2 separate regions of the Danio rerio genome follow, and region 1 is linked to region 2. A link is a contact called in public Hi-C data. All regions are on one chromosome and are shown on one strand. Each heading gives the region's core, a stretch centred on a gene start, on an enhancer-like site or on the middle of the called end of the contact. The rest is flanking DNA. Distances are from core to core; before and after follow the strand shown.

Region 1 (5,303 bases), core at 1,875-4,374, 43 kb before region 2:
TTTGTACATATTTGATATTATAATTTATAGGGGAACATTTTTGTTTTTAAAATAATAAAACTCTGATGTGTTTGCACCAACAACAAGATTAAAAAATAAAAATATGAATATTTTTTGTTACCAATTTGGTAAGTTACATTGCAAAATACACATCATTTTAATTGTGAAACTTCTTTTGGAAAACCAAAAATTGTTCTTGATTACTTTTAGTTTTAAATTTATGCATATGACTTTTTTCTTATTGGCTCCACTCTGTAATGCAATTTGTATATAAAACTGTCAACATTGAGGCTGTCAAAAACATTTGACATTTTTTATAGACACCCACACAAGTATTTTAATCCAAAACCAATGTTATTTAGTGAAAAGCTTTCCTTGCCTTCCAGACTGAAAGAAAAGACTGCAGTGAAAACTTAATAAGATGGAAAGACCATTTTAACAATCTTTAATTTAGAACAGGTCTCAGTTTACCAGACTACGCCCTTAACTAAAAACAAATGTCTTTCAACTTCTGTATTTCTATGCATATTTCACACAAAAAGACCTGATGGTTTCAACCCTGCATGGTCTTTTCAGACTGAGACCACTGAACTATTGTTTAGTCTGTTGTGAATTGCCTTTAATGTGGAAACTGTTATGAGAGAAACTCGTTGTACGTGCGCATGTGCTAAATGTGTATTTGTCCATCTCAGAGGTGGGTTGTTGGGGTGTATTGTTCAGACAGGTGTTCAGGCTAATTTAATTTGTTTACATGAATGAGCACCCTGATCCATCTCTGTCCAAATTACACAATCAAAAAATAATTGTGGTAAAGGCTTAAAACTTTCCATGTAATGTTGTGGTTACTGTTGCATTCATAAGGCTTATCTCATTTCCATCAGTATCCTCACATTGCCAGAGGAAGCCAAATCATGTTTTGCAGTTGGATCAATGCACTATTAGTGTTTATGCTTCTACAATCAAATGCATCATTCTATAGTGCTTAACTCTCATCAAGATTGCATTGATATCCTTAAGTACGTTTCATTTAAATTTCCGCTTTGCTTGAGTCACATACAATAGCCTAGGTACTGGCTGTTAGCCAGAACATATAAAGCTAAACAGAGGCCAGCTGAAGATTCGGAACAGGTGAGCTTCCTCGAGCATAAATTTAGCATGCTGCCTGGAAGTCTTTGAGGAATTGCCAAGAGGATGCAAAAAGAATGAAACAGTTGTGGGACAGGAAAAAAGTAACAACAAAACAAAATTCACCTGTTACAACTTACAACATGTTGCAAGCCACATTTTCTAAAATACTTTACCTTGAAGCATGAACTAAAATAAACAATTAATCCATTTGATAGAGTGTAAGTAATTCTAACAATTATCATAATAATTTAAATATTTTAATTTATTATTATCCATTAACAAACTAGCTACAGTGCTCATCATATAGAAGTACACTCCTCACAAATCTATCTTTTAAATTCATATTTGTATTTTTATTCGTGCATATACAGTACAATATAGATTACTTAGTACTTAATCCAAATCTGGAGCTTATCTAACAAAATAACTTACGATAATGGTCCAAAAACTAGTGTACCCAGATTTATGTTATCGAAAAATTTTAAATACAAGTTTTAAAAAGAGAAAAAATCAAAAGAAAAGAAAAAACAAAAAAACTTAAACATTTTGTAGGTTGTAATTTCTTTTGCAATATTTTGCTTGAATTAATTGTTTGATCTTTCAATTTGTTTGGTAACTAAAATATTATTTTAATAAAAATATCTGTTTAATTAATCTGTTTTGTTTAAATGCACCAAAACACATTGCCTATTCACTGAGAAATGGATACAAATATTAATTTTTAAAATGGGGTGTGGGCGGCGAATTTAAATTTTTATTTTTTTATTTTTTTGCTTTATTAACAAGAACCAGCATGTGGTTTTAATATACAACAAAATCACTTCACATTCCTTAACAAATGAAGATTAAATGAGAAAAATAAAAACAATAAATAAATAAAGATAAAACAGAGAAGGCACATAATTATCAAATTACATTTAAATATATTGCACATATTTGTCCAATTTTAGTTATTAAGAAGAGTTATTAAATGCACCTTTACTACAGGAAATGCATATATACAAACGTTTTTTATGGAAAAATGTCAAGGGAGGAGCATATATTAACTGTTTTAATTGCTTAGAAATCCCTTTACATTCCCAATACATTGAATCTCTTTTTCTAGCATCATGAAGAAATATTGGTAGCGCGGTTACACTGTGGCTATCGCCTCACAGCAAGACAAAACATGAAGGTTGCTTTTTCGAGCATCTGCTGGATCAGTTGGCATTTCTGTATAGAGTTTGCATGTTCTCTATGTGTTATTGTCGGTTTCCTCCGGTTGCTCCGTTTTCCCCCACAGTCCAAAGACATGCTCTATAGGTGGTGATCACTGATTAATAAAGGCACTAAGCAGAAAGAAAATGAATAAATAATAAACATAGGGTGTACTCAATTATGCTGAGCACTGTAAATAATGATAATAACATTATAATAAAACATTAACTGGTACATTCAAATGACAATGTCAATTTCTGCCTAATAACCTAGCCTAAAAAGTGAATTTTAATATGTTAGCAATGCAAAATGTTTTTTTGTTATAGTAACGATATAGCCTAATGGCTAATTCAAAATGTCACCCAACAAAAACTATAGATTAAATAGAGCAAACATACATGTAGCCTATATACATATGTACAAACAAACATTCATATGTATATGCTTCATTTAAATAGGTAATAAATAATGCTAATATGTGTACATTCAGCCTTGTGTAAGGATTTTACAAGTCCTCAATGAAACTTTCGCATGGATATGCTGCTTTGATTTTTCTAAACAACTCTCGTGTGAAAACAAAAACACAAAAGCTTATTCTGTTATTCCAACAGATTTTTTTGTGTGGATTGCTATTTAAAATGGGAGTGGAAATCCGATGTGTCGCACGTCCGCCATTCACATTGTTGTTGGACAGAAACTTGAGTGATTCACTTTTCCGATCTGCCTCGGGAGGCGTAACTCTCAGCACTATATGAGCAAGTGCAGTCAGAGCGCAGAGGGACAATCACGCCATCCTCTCTCTCGTACGGATATCTACAAGACTTTGACATTTTCTCCAGGCATCGGAATCTCATTACCAAAGGCTTGATTAAACGTCTAGGAGCACCAAACCACATCGTAAGTTCATTTTATCGTTTTGTTCGTTTGTGTTTATTTGTGTGAGAGATTTTGTTTTAAAATGCAGCTGTTTTGCGCTCGTATCGGACCATATACTGTATGATTATACTTCTGTAAGATGTTTAGAAGATATCAGATTTAAATTAGATCCCAAAACCAACTTGCTTTGATTCTATACTTTTAAAAAGGCACATTTAAAAACAAATTAACCGAGCCTGAATCTCTCAGCTGGAGATGTGTGGATTATCAGTGTGCCATCCCGCGTATTCGTCCCTTTAAATACCATTGTCCAATAATATTACTTCATGAAACATAAACAAATACTTTTTAAGCTTACATAATGCAGATATTAAGTGTATTTTACCAGTAGAACCTTGAATATGGTTAGGTAGAATAACTCTTTTTGGTTTGTTTTGAAAAAAAAAATCATGTAAATCAACTAATGTAAATAATGAGGTTGTTATGCTTGAGTTTTATATTGTTTTGTGAAATGTTTGTAAATCTGGGACAAAATTTTAATGATGAGCAGTTTTCGTTGCTGTTAAAACTCCTCAGTAAATGTTAAGACAGGCAACTTAAATTATTTTATTTTAGACACACACATATATATGATTATTTCTTTCCAGTGAACACAAATCTGAAAGTTAATGTAAAATAATTGATTTACATTTCTATAATTCATCCTGGTATCTAGTTTCCATCCAGTATCCAAACAAGGGATTTGTTTTACCCCCCATGCTTTTGTTCCTTTTTCACAATTACACTTACAATGAAGTGAATGAATGCTTTTACCATGGCTGATATTTTCCTTCTATGCTTGCAAAACACTTTGGACTGAGACAATACTGAGTTTCAAGGAAACTTAGAGACTTCAAGTGAAAGAGACAGGGAGAGAGGGGGAAGGAGGGACTGAATGGAGAGTCGGTGTGTCCGCACAGCTAACTCTTTGTGCGGGCAAGTGTGCTCGCAGCCTGGGGCTGTGAGATCAGGTGAGGGGCCGCTGTGTTTGAGCTGTGTAAATGCAGCAGTTTTACAACAAGGCTAGGGGACGTGATTGTGGTGCTTGGGGCCGTCTGTAATGGACCATCACTTTTTATGGCACCTGATTTTTTTCAATTGCACCTGGTAAGTCAGGTCAGAGGTTTACGCTGCCCTCTCTGTCTCCTTAATGATGTCAAAGTGGAAAGCTGTAAAATATGTATGTTTCAGAGGAGATTGGGGAATCTTGCAGCACTCTAGATCACAGGATGCATTAAGAGCAGCTGTGTCTCTTCTCATATTTCCTTTAATGATATTAAGGTCAGGCGTTAACCGTGTTCCGGGGTCAAAAACAGCGGGTTGATTTGGAATGAAAATAAACAAGCCTAAACAAACTCTTTCTCCTGATGGCTCTTTAGCAAAACACAGCACGCTTGCAGTTGTATTTTTTATGCCAGGCCAATTGTAAGCTGATATTTTGTTTAATCTTCTCAGTCAGTGCTTCAGAAATGACATATTAAGAATGAGCATAACAGTGTTTATCTTTTCTGCTTCACTGTGCAGAGAAATCTTTTTAAAAGCCCACTGAAATGCATCAGTGTTTTCATTACTATGCAAACCCTGGGGGTTGAAGATCAAATATGTGTGATTAGAGACGCATGTGCATCTGTGTTTGAGTAAGTGTAAATGAAAAACTTTGACAGAGCGCCAGTGTGGCTGCTCTCTGTTCTTTTTAGCTTTTGTCAGTTCAAAGCCTGGCATCAAGTCCTCAAGCTGAGCATATCATTTTTGAGAAAAGACCCTTTCACCCCTGTGTGTCGCAGCGGTTGCCCATCCTCCCCTCTGACCTGCCTTACTCCCATCGGGCATCAGTCTTTTTCTAATGCTTTCAGAAGGGCTATACTCTGCTCATTCAGATCACTTCACTGGCCTGTTGCTTGAGCTGAACTTTTTGCATAGCCAAAATGCCTCCCATTTGCCATGGTTATCTGCTTGGATTTTCACTGGGTCAATGCATCTGCCAACAAGCCTTTGCTCAACCATCTGAGTTTTATAGTTTTGCTGCTGGGCATTTAGACCTTATGTTCTGTACAGAAGTACAG
Region 2 (4,882 bases), core at 2,137-4,636:
GGCATTCATTTGGTTGCTCAAACGTAAAACGACTCAAAAAGCTATTTACTTGCACGCGCCTGTCAGAATCGGCAGTGCAGAAGCTCCACTGAATATACTGGGATAAAATAAATGATCATATTATAAAGACATGGCGGGTAAAATGTAATATAATGCGGTGCTTTTTATACAATCTGAGACCCACTTTATAACAGATATCACTCAGCCAGTGGAGATTGCTGATTTTTAAAGAAAATAGACCATAAACTTGCCGATTTTGCAATGGAATTCAGTTCAACGGAAGCAGTTAACTCAGGTTACTGGCAAATTAAAAGTCCTATTAGCATGCTTTGGCATATACCCTATTAGAAATAATAGATGCAAAAAGACTCCAGTCAAAAGTAAACACCTATTGCAAATTCGATAGTGAAAGCAAACAATACAAAAAATGTTTTGCTTTGGGGAATGCATATATGTATGTGACAGATTACTGAATCTGAGGAGGGGGAAGGTGGTGTTTGGGTAGTATAATTGCAGAATTGTAATAGTGACTAGAGTCATTTTATTACCTTTACAAGTAAGCATTTATTAAATATGAATTTGTTTGATACTGGTAATTTTTCATTAAATACTGCCTAATTAATACAATAGTTATTCATTATACATGAATAACTTTTCTTTTACTCATCTTATGCAATGCCTTTAAATATATATATATATGTATATATATATATATATATATATATATATATATATATATATATATATATATATATATATATATATATATATATATATATATATTTATACAACAGTCCTGTCTGGTTCTCGAATCTGATTGGCTGATAGCCATTATATATATTTAATATCAGCACCCATACAGCCTCTTTACTCTTTGTGTATTACTCCACCCACATACAGCCAACAAGCAGAGACACTACAGTTTGACAAATATTACCGATATTGTTATATATTTATATATTAGACAACAAAATATAATTTTGAGGCTTGTTTAGTCAAGAATATAGTTGTTTAGATTGCAACTATGCAGTTTATTTGTAAAAATAGTGCCTATTTTAAAATATTTATAATTTCTTAGAGTGCTCGTCGAAGGCCATTACCGTACGTTCACACCTAAAGCGGCGAGAGCGCCCAAGGTCGCTCTGGCCACCCTGGCGACAACGCTCTGCCTTCAGCTCCTGCGGCGAGAGCGTCAAAACTTGCTACATTGATCTCATATTTAAAGGAGCCGTTGCAGCATATCAGTTACATTCCTGCATAAAACATGTTTCTAGCGTGAAAATGTTGCGCACTTCTTATCAAATTCCTACAACAATGGAAGATCAAGTTGTGTTTGGTGTGGCTTTGCTCTATTTATCCAATATGTGTCCATATGTCTGAAATATCCTGAAGCAGCAGTACTGTTTTGTACTGTCACATCGCGTGAGATTCCTGCTTTTTTAAGATAAATTTATATATCATTAATGAACATCAGTAACTCGCCAGTAACCTATTTAATGTATGTTCCTGTAGGAAAAAATTTAAATAATTGGAAATCTGGCGACCGCAATAATCAAACCCTTGGGAACAACTGTGGTCGGAACCAAAGTTCACAGGTCTGTGTTCTCTGAACTGCTATCAAGCGATGGACGTCTTCATTCTGATTGCTTGCCGCCGAACCGCGTCATAGCTCATTACCATAAAGTTGACTTCATTTCAACTCTCCTCGACACTCACGCCGGCAAAGACGCGCCGCGCTGCTCCTCGCCGCTTATCGCCGCCGGCTCTCATTGAAAATGAATGACTTCCGGCTACTTCGACGCTCTCGCCGCTTTCGGTGTGAACGTACGGTTAGCCTGCCATAGTGTAGACCTGAGACGGTTGACTTTTATTATCCACAAGATGGCGACAGAACTGCATAATAAGCTCTTGCGCTTTGAAGCTAATAACAGTCTGATTTCTAACTATAGCAGATCAAATCATTATTAAACTGGTAAGCATACCTGCCAACACTTCCGTTTTTCATGGGATTATCCCGTATTTCAGACCAGTCTCCCGCAACCATGCCCTTTTTATTTCTTCCTAAAAAACTCCTGTAATTTCATCCACCCCCCATTTTACAGTCTGTAAACACTTCGGGGTTGCCAACTGTGGTACAGTACCCGATCGAAGCGGTCGCCCAAAACCCGCTGCATCCTATCCCGGTTCTCAACTGCACCCCCTTACCCCCTTCCCCCTATTATAAAATATAACGCAATCTTACCAGTAACATTTTAAATTAGAAATAGTTTCTAAAAAGCTTACTAAATATATAAGAATCTACTGTAGCTCCCCTAGAAGCAAAGAATTCTGGCCCAGATTTGGCAAAAAGCTGGCACAGCAGGCATTCATCCGGCACTGGCACACAGCATGTGTGCCAAACATGGCCCGGGTTTGGCAGAGGTGGCACCGTCTTTAAGGCGGCACACAAGATTTGGGCCAGATGAAAAACGCAGTATTTGGCCCAGATTTAAAAATTTGATAAGTGGGCCATGTAAGTTTGGCCAGTCTTGACCCACATTTAAAATACACTAAAATAATTTTTGAGTAAAGAAAAAAAAAAATCTACCAATCAGGTCACTTTGAGAAAAAGCATGCCCATAGTGTGCCTAAAGCGCATCACTCCATGGGTTTATCAATTTCATTGCAACCGTGACACACCAAACTATCTGGCCCAGTTCAGGCCCAGTTATGAGTTATTAACTTGGCTGAAACTTGGCCCAGATATGGTCCGTGTTTGGCTCTTGTCTGGAAGCCAGATTTGGTCCAGTCATGTACCGTAATTCACTGCGGCATGTGGGCCAAGCAAAACCTGATTGTGTGGGCCAGAGCTGGGCCAGAGAAATTTTGCTATGTGGGTCTAAATGTTAAAAAGGCTTGCCATTGACAAAAAAATAGACAGAAGTAACAGTAGCTTTCTAAAAATATACAGATATGGATGGCTACTGATGCAAGCTCTGAGGAAATAAATGAAATATGTGTGCAGGAGACAAAAAAAAAGAAAAAAAAAGAAATAAGAGTCTATAAAATGAACTCCGATGAAGACAGAACTTGGAAAAACAAAGGAATGTGTCGATCAAAACAGCTTGTGAATTGAGAAAAGGCAGATGCAGGGAAATAGAATAGAAACACTGAGATAAAGAAGGCCAGAGAAAGAGGGAGAGCAGAGGACAACAAAATGTGTGACAGAAAGAGTGATGTATGGGGGTCTGAGACATGTCACTCCACGCTCCTCTTGTTCGGGGAAGCTCAATACGTCAGGATTTAACCTCAGGCCCCCGCTTTTGTCAGCCGCTGTCAAACAGAGACAAATATGCAAACATGATATGAGCCCACTGATACTGTCACCGCCTAACAAATACGTCTTTCAGCAGCCCGGCTGCATGTTGACAGAGCACCGATGAGACGCTGGAATAATACAGAGGTCTGCAGGAGGATACAATAAATTCTGTTGTGTCACAGGGATCTTCTGCACTCTGCCATGCGCCCTGTGCTGCGTACAGCTAAGAGTTAAATATCAGATTTATTTTTATTTTTTTTAACAAATGTATGTTTTATTTATAAGAATATGCAGATGTGTATTGTGTTGTTTGCATATGTGCTTATTTTTAAATAAGGTATTTCTAATTTGGTATCTCACATTTCTGAATATCTTCTAAGAATTTATATTTATTTGAGTTTATATCTTGCAGTCTTTAAAGGACACATGTTTTACCGCTTTTTCAAGATTTAAGAGAAGTCTTCTGTGTCTTCAGAATGTGTCTATAAAGTTTCAGCTCCAAACACCCATCAGATTTTTTATTATAGCCTTTAAAATATTGGAATGTTCTGCTCTGAGCACAATGTAGCTGTTTTTGTTGCCTGTGCATTTAATGCTACATCTCCCCGCCCACTGTTTCCATGTGCCTGTCAGAGTGTGCCTCAATCTCCGCCTTATGCCGAGTTCAGACTGCATGACTATCTGGGCTAGCAGTCCATCAGTGCTTTGTTTACACTGCAAGATGAATCGGCGACGGGGTGGTTCACTTCATGCCAATAAAATCGCCGACAACTTTGTCCAAACTATGTTTCACAATCAAACACAGGTGAGAAGACATGGAAACAACGCAAGGTTATGCAATATATATCTTGTTATTAAGTACATAATGAGAAAGAAGCCTTTAGTGGGGTAGAAAATGTATTTATTTTGGTCACCTGGCTTTGAAGGGAGCAATTTCTCTTAAACTTCTTAAAATTTTTGACCTGGTTGTGGTATTGCACAGATGACATGTCCAACAGACGGTGCTCCTGCCAAATATCCAGTAGTTGTTCCTCAATTTCTTGGGTCCAAATGAACTGAAAAAGGGTGCTTTTAACTTCTCCCCCAACCTTTCACTGGCTTGCAGGTACCCACAGCATTGGATGCTGCTGTCTCGTAGGCTGTAGGTGATCGTTTATGTTATTTTCAATCAGAACACATTTCACACGACATGAGCATAAGCACGTCAAAAATCTCACAGATGTCAAAGATTCATCTGCGATTCTCTCAGTTTGTGTCTTTGATAGTTCATACTGTGTGATTTTTACTTATGTGAATAAGCACCGATTTGCTTGTGATTTGAGGCATTTGTCGGTGATTTCTCAAAACCTGTCGCCGAGTCAAAATCGGGGCTAAAATCATGCAGTTTGAACTCGGCATTAGCTGCGTCAGATAAACAGCACAGTGATAGACATGAAGGAAGCAGATCTCACATAACGTTTGGTAGAAATACTACAGTAAGAAAACTTTCCCAATGATTATTTGATGTAATTGTTGTGCAGTTGCAACGATGAGTCACGCGCAATGTCGCTACAAAGTTTATGCACACACATACACACAGTGGAC

Evidence for each region. Hi-C and Micro-C count contacts between places; a contact is called where the count stands out from the background.
Region 1: a contact with region 2 is called in a Hi-C map of an unstated tissue, with 2.2 times the contacts expected there. The contact joins the promoter of ackr3b here to the enhancer-like site in region 2. A contact is called at or near these places in 1 of 18 Hi-C or Micro-C datasets (an unstated tissue) and 1 of 4 datasets of contacts at active chromatin or transcription factors (gastrula embryo).

Annotation. Positions count from the first base shown.
Region 1 is chr6:16,724,846-16,730,148 of GRCz12tu, reverse strand. ackr3b (atypical chemokine receptor 3b) reads left to right here and starts at 3,124. Exons shown (of 2, transcript NM_001083832.1): 1 at 3,124-3,222.
Region 2 is chr6:16,682,150-16,687,031 of GRCz12tu, reverse strand. No RefSeq gene overlaps it. Among named protein-coding and RNA genes, the nearest start is that of ackr3b, 42 kb to the left of the region's middle. Within about 2 kb of position 3,386, at least 12 of the 62 cell types and tissues checked have an H3K27ac peak or open chromatin away from gene starts, as enhancers often do.